Linked DNA regions of Mus musculus: all the other regions are linked to region 4. A link is a contact called in public Hi-C and promoter capture Hi-C data. All regions are on one chromosome and are shown on one strand. The core of a region is the stretch at or near the end of the contact, and the rest is flanking DNA. Distances in the headings are between cores, read along the strand shown.

Evidence for each region. Promoter capture Hi-C pulls out the DNA fragments that hold promoters and counts their contacts. Hi-C and Micro-C count contacts between places; a contact is called where the count stands out from the background.
Region 1: a contact with region 4 is called in a Hi-C map of cortical neurons, with 2.2 times the contacts expected there. The contact joins the enhancer-like site here to the promoter of Cadm1 in region 4. A contact is called at or near these places in 1 of 39 promoter capture datasets (hippocampal neurons), 2 of 484 Hi-C or Micro-C datasets (cortical neurons and ventral hippocampal neurons), 4 of 115 datasets of contacts at active chromatin or transcription factors (bone marrow-derived macrophages, embryonic forebrain, forebrain and 1 more) and 2 of 9 other capture datasets (adipose tissue and pancreatic islet).
Region 2: a contact with region 4 is called in a Hi-C map of liver, with 2.4 times the contacts expected there. The contact joins the enhancer-like site here to the promoter of Cadm1 in region 4. A contact is called at or near these places in 4 of 484 Hi-C or Micro-C datasets (the Patski cell line, cerebellar granule neurons, cerebellum and 1 more), 8 of 115 datasets of contacts at active chromatin or transcription factors (craniofacial prominence, embryonic forebrain, embryonic hindbrain and 4 more) and 1 of 9 other capture datasets (liver).
Region 3: a Hi-C map of cerebellum shows a contact between it and region 4, with 2.1 times the contacts expected there. The contact joins the enhancer-like site here to the promoter of Cadm1 in region 4. A contact is called at or near these places in 3 of 484 Hi-C or Micro-C datasets (cerebellar granule neurons, cerebellum and cortical neurons) and 4 of 115 datasets of contacts at active chromatin or transcription factors (craniofacial prominence, embryonic forebrain, embryonic hindbrain and 1 more).
Region 5: a promoter capture Hi-C map of hippocampal neurons shows a contact between it and region 4, with 2.4 times the contacts expected there. The contact joins the enhancer-like site here to the promoter of Cadm1 in region 4. A contact is called at or near these places in 1 of 39 promoter capture datasets (hippocampal neurons), 1 of 484 Hi-C or Micro-C datasets (the N1E-115 cell line) and 10 of 115 datasets of contacts at active chromatin or transcription factors (SST interneurons, astrocytes, craniofacial prominence and 7 more).
Region 6: a contact with region 4 is called in a Hi-C map of cerebellar granule neurons, with 2.5 times the contacts expected there. The contact joins the enhancer-like site here to the promoter of Cadm1 in region 4. A contact is called at or near these places in 1 of 484 Hi-C or Micro-C datasets (cerebellar granule neurons), 1 of 115 datasets of contacts at active chromatin or transcription factors (neural tube) and 1 of 9 other capture datasets (liver).

Annotation. Positions count from the first base shown.
Region 1 is chr9:47,800,341-47,803,040 of GRCm38.p6, forward strand. The region is part of intron 5 of Cadm1 (cell adhesion molecule 1); the gene reads left to right. Gm10677 (predicted gene 10677) reads right to left here. Exons shown (of 3, transcript NR_046048.1): 3 at 1-744. Among named protein-coding and RNA genes, the nearest start is that of Gm10677, 17 kb to the right of the region's middle. Within about 2 kb of position 1,256, at least 4 of the 459 cell types and tissues checked have an H3K27ac peak or open chromatin away from gene starts, as enhancers often do. A contact at or near this core is called in cortical neurons, where this site is marked.
Region 2 is chr9:47,253,064-47,255,763 of GRCm38.p6, forward strand. No RefSeq gene overlaps it. Among named protein-coding and RNA genes, the nearest start is that of Gm39332, 11 kb to the left of the region's middle. Within about 2 kb of position 1,363, at least 19 of the 459 cell types and tissues checked have an H3K27ac peak or open chromatin away from gene starts, as enhancers often do. A contact at or near this core is called in liver, where this site is marked.
Region 3 is chr9:47,102,457-47,105,156 of GRCm38.p6, forward strand. No RefSeq gene overlaps it. Among named protein-coding and RNA genes, the nearest start is that of Gm31698, 80 kb to the right of the region's middle. Within about 2 kb of position 1,360, at least 6 of the 459 cell types and tissues checked have an H3K27ac peak or open chromatin away from gene starts, as enhancers often do. A contact at or near this core is called in cerebellum, where this site is marked.
Region 4 is chr9:47,528,999-47,531,698 of GRCm38.p6, forward strand. It overlaps Cadm1 (cell adhesion molecule 1), which reads left to right and starts at 1,354. Exons shown (of 11, transcript NM_207675.2): 1 at 1,354-1,507. The coding sequence starts at 1,375.
Region 5 is chr9:47,054,278-47,056,977 of GRCm38.p6, forward strand. No RefSeq gene overlaps it. Among named protein-coding and RNA genes, the nearest start is that of Gm4791, 57 kb to the left of the region's middle. Within about 2 kb of position 1,379, at least 3 of the 459 cell types and tissues checked have an H3K27ac peak or open chromatin away from gene starts, as enhancers often do. A contact at or near this core is called in hippocampal neurons, where this site is marked.
Region 6 is chr9:47,225,564-47,228,263 of GRCm38.p6, forward strand. No RefSeq gene overlaps it. Among named protein-coding and RNA genes, the nearest start is that of Gm31756, 5.4 kb to the right of the region's middle. Within about 2 kb of position 1,433, at least 5 of the 459 cell types and tissues checked have an H3K27ac peak or open chromatin away from gene starts, as enhancers often do. A contact at or near this core is called in cerebellar granule neurons, where this site is marked.

The DNA of each region.
Region 1 (2,700 bases), core at 6-2,505, 270 kb after region 4:
AAACCACAGAGATCCACTCACAATTCTAAATACCAAAGGAGCAAATTGGGGGCTTATTTGGGCCACCTTCCCTCCAAGACCTTAGAGAGTCCTTTCTGCTTCTTAGATGGCAAGTGCTCTGCGAATTTCCCCAAGGAGTTAGGGCAGTGCTTCTCACCCTTCCTAGTGCTATGACCCATTATGTTCCTCATGTTGTGGTGACCCACCAACCCTAAAATTATTTTCATTGCTACTTTATAACTGTAGTTTTTGCTACTGTTATGAATTGTAATATGAGTATCTGTATTTTCTGACGGTCTTGGGTGACGCTTCAGAGCCTGTTGCCAGCCATCATTCAGGAGGCTTGGGTGTCACATAAGACACAGTGTCGCTGAGTTTAGAGCCCACCCAAATGATCCAGAGTTTTCTCATCTTAAGATCTTCAAGACTGCACGTGCAAAGTGTCTTTTCCAAACTAGGCCATATGCATGGGTTCTTGGGGCTTGAATTTGCCTTTGGAAGCCATTTTTCAGCTGCTACCCTTTTTATTGTGTATTTAAATTGTCCAAGTAGAACAAGTTATAAACTTGCTTATAAGAGACCATCTTGTCCCAACCTCTTCTTGCCCTTCGAGCATGGCTCAATTTACATTACAGAGTGTAGGTTTTTCTTGTTAATTCATTTCCTCTACTTCATTATATAGCTTCATTAGGAGCATCATGCTTATAATTTTCATATCACTAAAACTATTGTGGTGTAATGTCCCTATAATGGGAAAACAGAAATGATCAGATATTATCTAAATTGGCAGATACTAGATTTCTTGTGACTTTGTTAATATGTAATTCATTTAAGCAAACTTAATATCCATTAACGTTCCTTGTAGGGGCCCATTAGCTTTAATAATACATTAGCTCCTTTGTGAGTCCTGAGTGGATATCCACCCAGTTTCCACCCCTAAACCCTTTAAGTAGTTTCCCGGAGTATCTTTTAAATAGAGAATAGCCCCTCCCACCTACAAAATTGCATTCACTGCCAAATACAGAATATTTCAAGCCGTCTGCCTCCTACCCTGGAAAATGTGGTAATGATTCCTAGCCTTGTTTTCATTTTCTGTAGACTCAAAAGGGATTTGTCCTTCAAGGAAAATGAATACAGGTCTGTATCTGAATCCATTTGGCTCCAATCTAACAAAATGCTGTGGGCTCCTCTCTTCAGGAGAGGCACTGGAACACCTTCCAAAGATGAGACTGCAGCTACTGATCATTTCATCACGACAGCCTTTCCCTCAACTAAAATTATATAAACATTACGTTCTTGATGCTTTTAATAGATAGAGAGAGAGAGAGAGATGAAAAACATCTTGTATAAAGGAAGGTTATACATTGCAGCACTTTATATAATTCAGAAAGGGAATTGGGGGGGGGGTCTAGTTTTCTATCTTAATTAAGACTCTTGGAACTTAAGAAAGTCACCTGGCCCTTCAGTCTATGAATATCATTCTATTCCCAGATCTGTGTTGTGCTTGTGGAATCAGCCAGCAAGTCTTCGTTCCCAACCAACATGAGTCTCCTTGAACACTATTAGCCCTTCCCTATCAGAGGCCTCCTGCCCCCAAGGCTCCGGTGCCTTAGGCCCCAAGTCCGCTCTCAGTGAGTGGTGGGAGCTTAGCTCCAGTCCCTCACAGCGGTTCTTTCTCTACAGCCAGGCATCGCTGTCTAAGGGAAAGGATAGGATCCTTCATCTGTGTAGACACTGAGTTACTGAGATACCCAGAAGGAATAACAGTGCACTTCTCCCCTCCTCCCCTTTAAGTTGACTCAAGTCCCTGAAGTTATCACCTTTATAGGGTCACTAATCCCTAAAACCTCCTTTAATATCAGTACACTGTGGGGTGGAGAGGGGTGAATTAAATCAATCACCACATTTTGCTTGCAATATAAGGATTTCATCTGCCCAATAGAGTTCTGCTAATTTCTTCAATCACTGATAAGACCTATTTTCCTTAGGCCACGTTATTGTTTGAACCTGACTATGATCTGTATGTTAAAAGCCATAAAATTATGTATTTTATTATGTGATTTAATCTAAAAAAAATTAAATATACCATTGTTCTTTTTAATGTCATCTCCTTTGTAAGCTAAGATTTCTTCAGGATATCATCGGGGATCAACAGAATCACCAGGAAATAGTGACCCCACAGCCCTCACACTGTCCCCAGTTAGGAGGCTGGAGGGGACATTGGTCTGAGTACTCTTTAGTAGCCTCAGTTGTTCTCATCCTGGCCAATTTTGGACAAAGAAGGTTTATGGGATGAGCTCTCTGCCCCATCTAAGATAAATGCATGTCACCAGGCCATGAGCAGAGCTATGTGACTGGTGGTGAAATCCCATACAAGCTAGGGTCTCCTTTACAAATGGTGTTCAGAGGGAAACGAAATTTCCCTCACTGTGCCCGTTGACTGTCCTACTTGAAAGGAGACAGAGGGAGAAGCCGTAAAAAGAAAGGGAGGCATGTACGTCTTCCCTTAAGCTGGAATCCTCCATGTTGCATAGTAGACAAGATTTGAGCTGTGACTGGGCCTGGCTTCTTTTGTGTCTTGTGGATTCAAGTCCTAATTAATTGAACTAGTATTTGTAGTGTTTGTTTGTTAGCACCTCTTATTTGTGGTACCAGGAGAAATTGTTGTGCCCAATTATGTGAAAAATCAGCCAGATGTGT
Region 2 (2,700 bases), core at 113-2,612, 280 kb before region 4:
CATGTCTAAACAACAAAGCCTCTTTGCTGGGATGTTTCTTGTCTTCTGTTGAGGGAGGCTAACAACATAACACTGCCATCTGGAGAAAGTCTCTCCACACACAGACCTGATGAAGTCCAGCAGAAATGTACAGACTGTGCACTTGGGGACAATGGATCCTGATGGCCAGATGAAGAGATGGATCAGAAGGTAAAGCGCTTGATGCTCAAGCTAACTAAGTCTGGGTTCTCATAACCCATGTGACCAGCTGGAGGCAGTAGCACAGGAGTCCACAACAGCAGTAGGTCCATCAAAGAAGTGGACAGTGGAGACGAAGGCATCACTCTGCACTCACAGGCCACAGCCTGGGTGCACCACAGGAACAGGTGGCTGTGCATCAAAACAAGGTAGAAGGTGAGGACCCACATCCAGCATTGTCCTCTGACTTCATGTACCCACTATGGCACACGTCTGCACACACAGAGACATATATACATGTATACGTGTATGCACATACACTCATACATACACTTATACACACTTCCTGTCAAACTCCTACATACTGACATATTACATACACACTTACACAAGACACTCTTAAACACAAACACACACACACACAAATACCAATAAAACCTCATATACAAACATTCTCACACACTCACACATAACCACATACACTCACAAACATTCTCACCCACATATAGATATACATTATATATAAGTTCACATACACTCACCTACACATACACATACACGTACACACAGACACACGTGCACACACTCACAAAAGTGAGATTTCCCTGTAATATCTGCTGACATACGCTTTGCAAACATAGCTCAAATTAAGTTTCTGTTACTTGCAGCTAGATAGCCTGATAAACGTCGAGGGATAGCTACAGCAACAACTCTCAGACATAAAACGAACTGTTTAAACTGGCATCGGACTCAGGGCACAGATATAAAGGGAATGCAGCCAGAAGGACAGCAGGCAGCTGCCCTCGAGGAAGCGAATTCTGGGCTGCATGGTTCCCTTAGTCGGGTGATGGAATTTCATGGTCTTTGATGTTTAACCAAAGGCCAATTAGTCCCTAAATATCCTTTGCTGCCACATGGAAGAGGGAGAGGACACAGGCAGGTTTAGCCTGAGAGCCAGCAGTGGAGAGAACAGGTAAACTTAAGACAAAGAAAGAAGAAGAAGGAAAAAAAGAACAAAAACATACAAACGGACTGTCCTTGTTTGTTTTGTGTCAAGTTAACGCAAAACTAAAAACAGGACTATAGGGGAAAAGGAACCTCTCTTAAGAAAACACCTCTATAAAGATTGTCCTGTGGGCCACTGCGTGGGATGTTTAGTTGATTAATGAGTGAGCCTGGAGGGCCAAGTCCACTGTGGGTGGTGCCTGACCTGGGCAGGTGGCTCTGAGTCATATAAGAAAGCAAGCCGAGCAAGCCAGAGGATCAAACTAGTAAACATCACTCCTTCATGCCGTCTGCTGCAGTTCCTGCCTCCAGGTTTTGTGACCCAGATTAACCCTTTCTTCCTTGAGCTGCTTTTGGCCATGACATTTATCACTGCAAGAGAAAGCCAACCCAGACATGAATTGAGGACTCCCCACCTAATGTGGAGCCTGATAAGAGGAACCAAAACAATATTCGTGTTAGTCACTACATTAGCTCAGGTTTCCATTACTGTAACAAAATACCTGAGACATCTGACTTACAAAAAGAAAAGGTTTATCTCGCCTTGAAACTTTGGAGGTTGTAGACCATTGTTGGGTGACCTCAGCTCATTGTTTTGAACCTCTGGCAAAACAGCACACCGTGGCATGAGAACATGGCAAAATCAGCCATCATAGGAACCATGAAGTACAAAAGAGACAGGAAGAGACGGGAGTCTCCAAATTCCCATTAAGAATATTTCTTCAGTGACCTAGGACCCTCCCAATTGGTACCATGTCCACCTTCTAGGGTCACAACTGTGAGACCAAGCTTTAACATGTAAGCCCATTGAGGACATTTCTCCACACTACAGCACCCATCTTAAGGATTCTCCAAGGTTTAGAGAGATGGTTCAGAGAATCAAAGCACCTGCTTTGCAAGCATGAAGACCTGAGTTTGAATTCCACCACCACATGAACTAGCCAGAAATGGCTACATAGAGCTGTAACCAAAGCACTGTGGGAAACAGAGATAGGAGGGTCACTGGGCTTTGCTGGATGGCAACTAGTACCAGGTTCAATGAGAAATCTTGTCGCAAGAGGATAAGGCCACGGAGGATAGGTTATAGGAAACTTTTAAAGTTTCCTATAATCTCCATATGTGCACAGGCATGGATACACACATGCACACACATACAAGCACACATACAGTAAACCACATGCACACATACACACAAACACACACACTACATAACATACACACCACATACCATGCACACAACATAGACAAATACCACATACACATGGCACACACATTCTACAGTACACCACACACACACACACACACACACACACACACACACACCATAGACAATGCATACAACACAGATAAACACCACATACATATATATATACCACGTAAAATATACAAAACATAGATACAAACCACACATTCACACATGGCCCACACACTATACCATACTCACACCACACACACACAAACACACACATATAAACACACACACCACATATACACACCCACATAAATACATTATACCAT
Region 3 (2,700 bases), core at 110-2,609, 430 kb before region 4:
ATCCCTAACCTTCAGTTGGCCAGAGTACTCAGATATAGTATCTAGACTCAGAGAGCCACAGCAGAAGGCAGCAGGAGGACCAGCAAGGGCGTACTGACCCTCCAATCCTGCCTGTTCATTCAAACAGTAGCGGATTTTCAAAAGACTGTGACTGGAACCTGTAGCCTTCTGAACAAATTCCATAAAAGAAGGCAAAGGCTCAACTCTCTTACAACTCAATCCTCTCCTGAACATTGTACGTACCCACACTAAGAGAGAAAATGTGATTCGGATGAAATGAGAGACATGAGCAATGGGGTCCATCCCATGTGCAGGTCTCAGCACTCGAAGAAAACTTAACTAGGATGACATCCTCTCAGTGACTCCTCTCCCTTTATGTCCTCTCAGTTGAATCTTCTGCTGTTTCAACCCTTTCCACATGCTCACTTCTCTCCCCTCCTTTCTTTCTGCTTATCATTTCCAGTGGCTGCTCTGGCCTGGGATTGTAGTCATACTGATCTTGCCTGGTCTCCTAGGCCTGCCATCATATGCCACTATTTCTTCTATGGAACTCACACATATATCTCCCCTCTCCCTTCTTCTTTTTCTCTCGCCCTCCTTCCTTCTTTCTCTATCTCCCTCCCTCCCTCCCTCCCTCCCTCCCTCCCTCCTCACCTCCCTCCCTCTCTCCCTCCTCTTCCTCCTCCTCCTTCCTCCCTCTCTCTCTCTCTCTCTCTCTCTCTCTCTCTCTCTCTCTCTCTCTCTCTCTCTCTCTCTCTCTCCCATCTCCTTCCTTTTCTACCCCCTCCTGACCTCCAAACCCCTCACCGCACCCCCTTCATGTCCCTTCCTGTCCCTTTCTGGTTTTGCACTATGGTTGCTTTGTATCTTTACCTCACTCCAAACCGAGGTTGACTGGGTCCTTGAAGGTAGAGGTGACAGTCACCTGTCTCTGACTCTTCTCTGGCATCAAATACTGTGTTATGCACAGTCAATGAGTGGAGAAGAAAAGGCAGAAAAATGGGACTAGGTGGAAATGCAAATCTGATCTCACACTGAGAGGCAAGCTGCACGGATGTGCAACAGCCAGGAGCCAAGGAAGGCCCGGCATATGCTAACCTACTCACCCCTCTGATGGCCTCTGCCTCCTGGAAAAGGCCCTCCTTGTCACTCATTACCTCACCTGCCTTTGCTGCTGAGTGCCCACCTGGAGTCAGCCTCCTTCTGCAGGAGACAGCTGTTCCTGATGTCTGGGTGAAGGTTGGGTAGGCTTTAGCTGGGGTGGGGGTGGGGGGATGTCATGAGGAAGATACCTCTCTTCATTACAGATGGCAAAGGTGAACTAAACAGAAAGTCCACCTGTCTCCAAACCACTCCTAAGCTGTGTCAGCACCATGTCAACAGAAACCAGATGGAAGAGAAAACAGCCATCAAACATTGTTTGGACCATATGATATCAAATGCTTGCTACCACTAATGTTGTAGCTACTGTCAAATTGAATAGGATAAGCAATCTATTCTTTTCTTGATGGGTTTTAACCAAATTATCAGTGTCTCCTAGCACCACAGTAGCATCAATTGCTATCCATAGGCCCTGAGGTAGCCTCAACGACAAGCTGATCTGGTCAAACACAAGGCCGAACTTGCCCGTCAATGACATGACCGATTCTCCTGGTACTTTGGCTCAGTGCCGAGTCAGCCTGTCACTGACTGGCCACACTTAATTAAATCAGCAGTAAGAAAGAGTCCATTGCTCCTCAGTTCCCTGCCCCATGAATGGCAAAAGGCCAGAAACAGGGCCTGTGAGATTATTCATGAGCTGTGGCAAATCAGGAGCACCTAGCTTTCTTTCCTGCCTCATGTTCCCACTAGGCTAGAGATAGGCTTTGAGTTTTATTGCTTTCAACATGTTTTTCTTAAAACCCAACAAGGGTCAGGGCTGGTCCTGAGAAAAAAATGAGAAGGATGGAAGTCATCATTTGCCTCTGTATCAGCACCCTCCATGTTGAAACACACATCCCAATCTCGTGGCTTTGACCTCAGCACCACAGTCTCTGTGCTTGTTTAACAAGCACACCTTCCCCTCCCTGGTCCTCTTCTTCTACAGCAGCCTACTTCCTTGTTTTATCATGCCCCATCTTCCTGTTATCCAGACAGCACATATTGAGTATCTGTGATGGTGTCCTGTTCATGTTGGGATGGAGATGTATGGAATACCTTCCTATCAAAGGCATCTGCCAAAGGGTTATAGCTGTGGTATCTATGGCAATCAATTGTAGTATAGAATAGAGTCATTTGAGAAGAAAGCATCGACATAATAATTACCTAGATCAGATAGATCTCTGGGTATGCCTAGGGGATGGATTGCCTCAATTATTAGTTGGTACAACAAGGCCCAGCCCACTGTGGGCAGCACCATCCCTAGGCAGGTGGTCTTGGGTTATATAAGGAAGGTTGCTAAGCATGAACCAGTCAGCAAGCCAGCAAGTAGCATTCTTTCATGGTTTCTGCTTCCAGGTTCCAACTGGGAGTTACTTTCCTGACTTCCCTCAGTGATGGATTTTGACCTGGAAGTGTAAGAATAAACCCCTTCCTCCCTCCCTCCCTCCCTCCCTACCTCCCTCCCTCCCTCCCTCCCTCCCTCCCTCCCTCCCTTCCCTGAAGTTGCTTTCAGTCAGAATGTTTTATCACAGCAACAAAATGAAATTCCAAGAGAGGTGA
Region 4 (2,700 bases), core at 104-2,603:
ATCTCTTGGTCATTTAGCCACATATAATTTGTCATGGTTTGTTTTAGCTGTTGTGATATTGATATTTATTATGCAAATTGTATTTCCTACATCTTATTGTTCTGCATTCTATGAATACTTAAATTATTATAAACCTTTACACTTAATACGGCTCGTCCTTCAATTTGATGCTTGAGCAACAGAGGGTCAGAGCACACACGGTCTTCTAGAGGGAAAGAAAATAAGTAATTAAAAGGCAGACAAACAAGAGAGCCGGCTGCCTTGTTGAAAAGAAATCAAAGATAATTTCGGGGAGGGAGGAAGTGTGTCCAGAGATGCATGCAAGTCCCGTCAGCGGGAGAACCTCTCTGAGACACAACTAAAGTGAGGACCTGTTGGTCTCTAGATGCCTTAGAAAGGACTGGAAGCATAGGAGAGAAGGGAATTGAACCGAGCCCTGGAAGAGGAACTCGACTGACTCTATCACTGCCTCGGTTCCCTACATTCCCTTCCCCACGACCCTGACCGGTAGATTTTTTTTTTTTTTGCTTTTGTGTGCGTGTAATCTTAAATATTCCATATTACTTATATGCTATAATCTACTAAACATGGGAAGGACACTTCCAACAAGCTGGGAAGCCTGAGCACACCCACCTTGATTTACCTTTCCCCAGAATCTACAGCCAAACATCCACTTGAAAATCCCAGAACCCCGACTCCACAGCTTCAGTCTTCCAACTATCCCCTAGTCTGCCGCTAGGCTGTTGAGCGGGCTCTCCTGCTCCGCCGGACGTGCAAAGCACGCATGCACTTCTCTCAGATTGTTTTGTCAATCCGGGGACCTGCATTCGCACTCTCCACTCCCGGGTTTCCCAAAGATCTTATTCCTTCGTGCAAGGTGAGGGAAAGGAAATTTTGTAACGTATGACTTCGATAGGCCGATGCCCACGCAGTGCCCCGGCCCAGGAATCTCGCGGTCAGACTCTCCGACCAGGAGTCCGCCGCGGCGAGTGGCGTAAAGGTTCCTAGTAAAGGTGCACGAAAGCGAGAGACCCGCCTCCTGAAGCCGCAACCCCCTCCCCAGCCACCGAGCCGGACGCGGGCCAGTACAGGTTCTCCTCCTTCGGGGAAGCGAGGCCGAATTTTAACGTAAACATATTTGCATAGGCCCCGCCCCTCGGCCCCGCCCCTAGGTGGCGCGGGCGCGCGGCCGAACGCTAGCGCCAGGGGGCGGGGTGGGGGAGGGGGCTAGTTCTCGGAGAGCCGGGTTGGGCTCGAGGTGCCACGATTGGTCGCTCCTGACTCCGCCTCCAGCGCATCTCATTAGCATCTCATTAGCTGTCCGCTCGGGCTCGGGAGGCAGCCACCGCCGCCAGTCTGAGGCAGGTGCCCGACATGGCGAGTGCTGTGCTGCCGAGCGGATCCCAGTGTGCGGCGGCAGCGGCTGTGGCGGCGGCGGCGGCGCCTCCAGGGCTCCGGCTCCGGCTCCTGCTGTTGCTCCTTTCGGCCGCGGCACTGATCCCCACAGGTAGGTTGTGGGCACCCGCGGATTGGTCCCGAAAACCCCCCCGGGCACCCCCAGGAGCCGTAGCTATGGAAGGGGGGACGTTTCCATGACAACCTTCCCCCACTTCCTAAATCCAAAGCGGCGGGAGCGTGGCAAGGAAAGTCGGGGCTGCGATGGAAGGGGCCGAGGGGTCGGCGCCCCTTCTCTCCTATCCGCCGGCTGCGGATGGGCGCCCTCAGGGATGGCTGCACCCACACCTCTTCTTCCTGGCGTAGCGCGGGGTGCTGAGTGGAGTGGGCTCGGGGCCGGGGGCTAGCGCGTGGGGGGAAGGGGAGCCCTCGGAGGCGCCCCGAACCTTCCGGACCCTCCGAAACTCGCTCTCGTCCCTGGAACTTGCAGGTCCTCCTGTGTCCCTGGGCTAAGCTTTCGCCCCCTCCGTTCCAGCTCGCCCCCCCGATCGATTCTCCATTCCCCGAAGCTTTCTCCTTCGCGGGTCCCCAGGACATCCCCACCGTCGTGTCCTCTTCCCGGCTTGCCCGCGCTCTGCAGCCAGGTCCCCCGCCCGAGAGCTCTGCACGCCTCTCGTGTTTCCCTCCAGCCGAACGCTGCCCCTCGGCCCCCTCCGCTAGGCTGCGGGTCGGCTTGGCTGGAATCCAGGCAGGGAAAGTTCCCGGCTCGGGGGCGGCCGCTCGTCGCCGCCGCTGCAGGAGGGCTCTTGGAGCCCGCAGGTTGTCCGCGCCACCGAGGCCTCTGCCGCGAGTGGGGATCCGGGATTTCCCGGCTGCGCGTCCTTCGGGCAAGCGGCCCGCAGGTGGTGGCGGGGGCGTTCGCGGCCTCTGCGGCCCGGCGTGCGCCCTGCGGGCCTCGGGGCGCTCCCCGCGTGGCCGGCCGTCTTGAGAATCTGCCCGGGTGGCGGCGGCTCGGCGAGCGCCGCGCCTTCCCTGAAGACGCCGAGCGCTTGGCAGGAGCCCCGCGTGTGGCTGCCCCGGTGCGGGGCGCGTTGGCGCGGTCGCGAAAGAAGAGGGCAGTGTTTGCATTTGCTAACAAAAGGGAGCCGGAGCTCTTCCCCACCGGAGAGGCCGGCCGCGCTGCGACCGCCTTCCCGCCACCTCGCCGCTCTTGCCCGCCGCACGGTGTCCCCGTGCTGCTGTACCGCCTGCCGCTGCCTCCTGGCGACCGGCGGGACCGAGCTGCACCGGGCGGTGGCGAGAGGG
Region 5 (2,700 bases), core at 129-2,628, 470 kb before region 4:
TGGTGCTTCTAGTCACCAGGCCAGGGACCAGAAATCAAAAGATGGAGAGCCTGTCTTCTAGTCATAGCTACACCCAGTACTTGAAGCCTCAGGTTTTCTTCACAGCCTCTTCCTTTCTGTCCTTCATCATGTTCACATTTTCCCACTTTGTTACGTTGAATGCCCCTGATCCAGAGTGAGATTCCTTTGGCGGCTGTGTGCTCGGGAATACTCAAAAGTATTTATGAATGCTAAATGAAGCTGGCTGCAGAGCCAAGGAGCTCCAGCAGAGAGCCGGCGTGTGTGCCCACCAGAGTCTGATCTCTTCCGTGGGAAGCTATGTTTGATATCTCATTTGTTGGCTGTGTTCCTTGCAAAGCCGAGCCCTGTTTAACCCACTTTGCCATAACAGAAGATGATGCGGAAAGTGGCTGGCAGGGCAGGTAGGAAGATATCTCACAAAAGAGCCCCGGTTTGGTCAGAAGAGCCGTTGGAGGTGGCACATTGGAGTTGGCGCCCCCTATCGGGTTGGATGTGGCCCCACACCCTGCTGGGCCACGCGGGTAACCACCTCTGCCTCTTGCTGACTTTTGAAGTCCCAGAATTTAGGTGAGTCTTGGACTGGCTTGGCTTTCTGAGTGCTTAAACAAAGATGCGTGCTTTCTATGCCGCTCATTGAGGAAGAAAAGTTCTCAGGCAAAGCAGGACCCCCCTCCAATCCCAGCCTAGGAGAGACACAGCAGGTAGCCTTGGCTGAATCTGCCTCTTTCTGCTAGATATTCAACCCACGCATGACAGAGACTTTGGCAAAATGCTAGCAATCAGAAAACGGCTCCTGGTAGACATAAAAGAGTCGGTACATAGGTCTCCCCAATAATGATAGTCTACATGCATTAGCATATATTTTCATGAGAAGCGGACTATCAGAGTATGTCCCTAAAAGCAATCCATTCTATTTACAGCCTTTCTGAAGCCCCTGAGAGTGAGTCATCTGGAACAGCACAGAAACCACATAGAAAATAGTGAAAAACATTCAATTTGGAAACAATTTTACCTTGACTTTTCTTTCTTCTCTCTCTCTCTCTTTCTCTCTCTCTCTCTCTCTCTCTCTCTCTCTCTTTGTGAGTCTGCTCATGGATACTGCTCATTTTTCCTACCTGAAAGTGGTCCTTGGATTCCCCTAGTCTAGGAGTCCATAAGGTTGGGGATGAGGAGAAATCCCCATGAGTGTGGCCAGGACAGTCAGGGGACATCTAATCTTTCTTCTGAGTAGGAGTATCTCATCCCTGGAACCTAGGTATGGTGAGTAGGGAGGCAGAGAGCACAGGCTGTGTGCGATGGAGCACAGAATTCACATCCCTGCAGTGCAGAGATCATTCCTCAGGAGGCAGGTTCAGAACAATGCCGCGTCCTCTTACCCCATCTTCTGGGCTAATAATATGATTCATCACCGTCTCAACAGCAAATGAAAGGGAGAGCGCAGGCATCCCTTTAATTACATAAAATGCCCTGATACCTAGCCCAGCCTAGTAAATCACTCAGCTTCTGGTCATGTGCTGCCTGGGAAAGGCAGAAGGTGAGTGGATCACCACAAACCTGCCAAGACTAGTAGGAGGTAACTACCTACTGTGTGCACACACGGATGTTCCACTCCAAAAAAATGAACAACAGATGGAAATGTTACAGAGGCAGTTTCTGCTTCTTAGGTGTCACCTCATACACCCAAGGTAAACCACACCCCTTGTGAACATGCTGGATTCAGACCCAGGAAACGTGAGACTTTGGCAAATGCTAGCAATCAGACAATCAGAAACCAGCTCCTGGTAGACATTAAAGAGTTCTCTCTCTCTCTCTCTCTCTCTCTCTCTCTCTCTCTCTCTCTCTCTCTCTCTCTCTCTCCTCTTTCTGTGTCCCTTAATTTGAATATCTCTGAGACTCAAGTTGTAATGTGGCTATTCCTCATCTCACAGGCCCATACACTTCTCATGAGGATAAAATTTAAAAAATAAAATAAAAATGTGGTGGTTTTCAAATCAACAGTGCTGTTCTTTTTTTTTTTTAAAGAAACAAACAAACAAATCATACATGAACCTTTAAGATGACATCCAACAAATCACATATGAACCTTTAAGATGACATCCAGACCACAGCCAATAGGCTACAAGTAGAGGGTGTGGGCACAAGGCTAAGCTACCTCCTTAGCCTTTCCTCATCAGTGCCTTGGAGATACCCATGCTCTCCAGAACTGAGCAGAGTAAGAAAAAAACCAAAGAGACGATGCTTTGAAATTGTGTGCTATTGTTTTCTTATTACCAATAATACAAGCAGTCCTTAGCTGGGGTAACTGTAGGACTAGAGAGAAGGGATCGATCCCCATGAACCTCAGTATTCAAACAGCAGGAGGACGCCTGCATATCCAGAAACGATGGTCAGGGAGTTCTGGCTAGGCAGAGAGAGAAGACATTAGAGGGTGCTCAGGGTTTACACACAGAGGGAACAAAGGCAGAAGGAAGACATCTCACATGTCCTAAAGGAACAATGGGGAGCCAGCTGGGTAACAGCAGAATATCAGTGTGCAGAGGGGGTGCAGGTGAGGACATGGTTAAGTTCGTCATGCTTGAAGTGGGACAATCATGACACAGCTGGGACCACATAAGCAGGTCCCACTGTAATAGCCAGACAGGAATGATGACATTTTAAACTGATACTCACATCCCTCAC
Region 6 (2,700 bases), core at 183-2,682, 300 kb before region 4:
TATGCCTCACTCCATCAACATGGGGTCTACATGTGGCTGCTTTGTAAGAAGTCCTATGTGTATGTGTCAGGGGAGGATTCATGCCACCACCTCTGTTTTATTAGGAATCACAGACCTTTCAGTGAGTGAGCTTTGCTTAAAGGAACTCAAATGAAGCACACAAAGGGTCAAGCTCAGCCAGGCTCTGTGAGGGACTATAGCTGTGCATAACCAGCTTCATGCTAGTTCCAGTTGAGCAGATAGCATATGACCTCAGTGCAGGGGCTGTCTTCATGCTGTGGCAAAATACTGAAGCAGAGGCCAAAGGAAGGAAGGGTTGGCTTTGGCTCACAGTTCGGTTTTAGGGTACAGTCATCATGACATGGAAGTCATAAAGCAGGGACTCGAGGAAGTTGTTCACACTGCACCCACTGTCGGAAAGCAGAGAGAGATGATGTCTGAGCTCAGTTTGATTATCCCAGTGTATTCAGTTCTGGACCTCAGTTTGTGGGATAGTGTCACCCACATTCAGAGTGGCCTTCTTCAGTTAATACACTCTAGGTAAGTGTTCACAGGTGTGTCTGGAACTTTGTCTCCCAGGAAACTCTAAATCCTGTCAAACTGATAGTCGATATTAACCATCACAGGTGAGGAGCTTCTTGACCATGTTTGCCTATTTCTGCAGTGTAAATATTCACACCAGAGCCCACTGTAAGATAGCAATGTGATGTCACTGAGCCTACCTTTGGAAGGGAGATGTACACTTAGTTCTAAAAGCCCTTTAGAGAAGGCCCCAGCATCAGACTATATGCAAAGCACAGTAGGCTCTTTTCTCCACATCCCCAAAATATCAATTAAAGAATTAATGGAAGCTGGAGGAATATGGGTGAGCTCTAGGTGAGAATTGTGTCCAGGTTGAAGAATACTAGATGCTGAAGACGCGTGGACTGTCCTTAATGAGCAAAGGTTTCTAAGTCCCAGAGAAAACAGACTTAGACTCTCATTGGTCCGGGCCGCCTAATGTCCAGTTCTGCCTGCAGGCAAATGAACAGACCAGGCACCTCTACATATCATCCACAGCCTCGGAGGTCAGTGATGCAAACATAATTTGCTCTCAACTTTCTTTGGCCACTAGGGGCTTATCAGATTCACTGTAGGTCAGAGCCAATAGTACCAGAACAGCTGGTTGCAAGCTGTCTGTACTGAACATGGGCAGAGTTAATGGCAACGTTGGATAGTTTTACTGTAGCTATTGAGAATGATTAGACGCCATGGGGATGTGCAACTCTTGAATCCTCAACATCGGAGAATCCAGACCACATATGGAGGCTCCTAACTCCTCAGGCTGGGAAAGAGGCCCACCCGTGCCAGGCCTTCACCAAGGTTGCTCAGAATCAACCTCACACATCCCTGCCAGGTCTTGGCACTGTCTGGCCTGTGGAGCTGGCCCAGCTCACTCTCTCACAGCGGCACTGCAGCTTCCCTACCTGGCACGGCACCTCTTGCTGCATATTCATCATCTCCAGGGCTCCACGCCATCGTCCGGAGCCTTTCCTGGGAGTTGGCAGATAATGTCACAGACTCCTGGAACCTCATAGGAAGGGCAGGGACCAGCCTGGCAAGGAGCAGGCAGGATGCGGAGAGCATCTTTTCATTTCCCATATACAGGAAGCTTTGAAGAGACAGCAGACAAGCTGTCTCTGAGGAACACCGTCTCCCACCAGTGAAGACTGGCTGCCAAGGAGGAGTTCTGGCCAGCCCTGCATCCAATGGCGTGATCACATTTCCAGAGACAACCAAGAAGGAGGAGACTGCTCCTGTTTCTAAGAGGTGAAACTTCAGCATTGGGCACTAATGAAGCTGAGTTAACCAAGGAGCAAAGACCTGAGTTCACTTGCCTCCCTCAGAACATCAGACACGGGCTAAAAGAGAGAGATTTGGCAAAATGCCCCACTAAGCATGCTTATTGCAGAGGTGCAACAGATAACCAGACATGCTCATGAGCAAGTTGCTTGTGAAGGCAGAATTAAGCATCGGACGCCCGACTTTCGGTTTACTGCTTACAGTCCCAGAAAATAACACAAATGATGATCCACGGGAAGCCTAGCTTTTCACAGAAAAGCCAAAGGACTAACTCACTGGCACGAGAAAGCTAGACTCAGCACTCAGACAGCATTTGTTTTGATTCTCCAGTCTGCACATCAAGGGTCAGCACAGTGTCAGCCCTGCCTGTGTGTCACCTATGCTCTCCTGACACTGTCTCTCACAAAGCCTGCTTTCCCCGATAACCCAGTTCTACCATTCATTCATTCATTCATTCATCTGTCCAGTGTCTGCCTACTCTCCTTCTATCCATTCCCCCATTCAACTGTGAATCCAGTATTTCACTTCCTAAAGGCCCATCATCCTCCTGACCTTCTTCTGGTATCTGGGATGTTTTAGCTCTAGCAGTGATTAAAAAGAGACATTTTGGACTCAGACTAACTGAAGAAGAGACATAGGCTCGCTGCTTTCTGGCTGTGAGGCCTTGGACCCATTGAAGGCCTCACTAAGCCCCAGTTTCCCTTTCTGTAAGATGGTCATAACGATATCTCCCCTTTGGAACTGTGCTGAGAACAGACACGGAAAGAACCCTAAAACTTATTTTGGTTGCTACTCCATAATTGTAAGTTTGCCACTGTTATGAATCATAATGTAAATATCTCTGTTTTCTGATTGTCT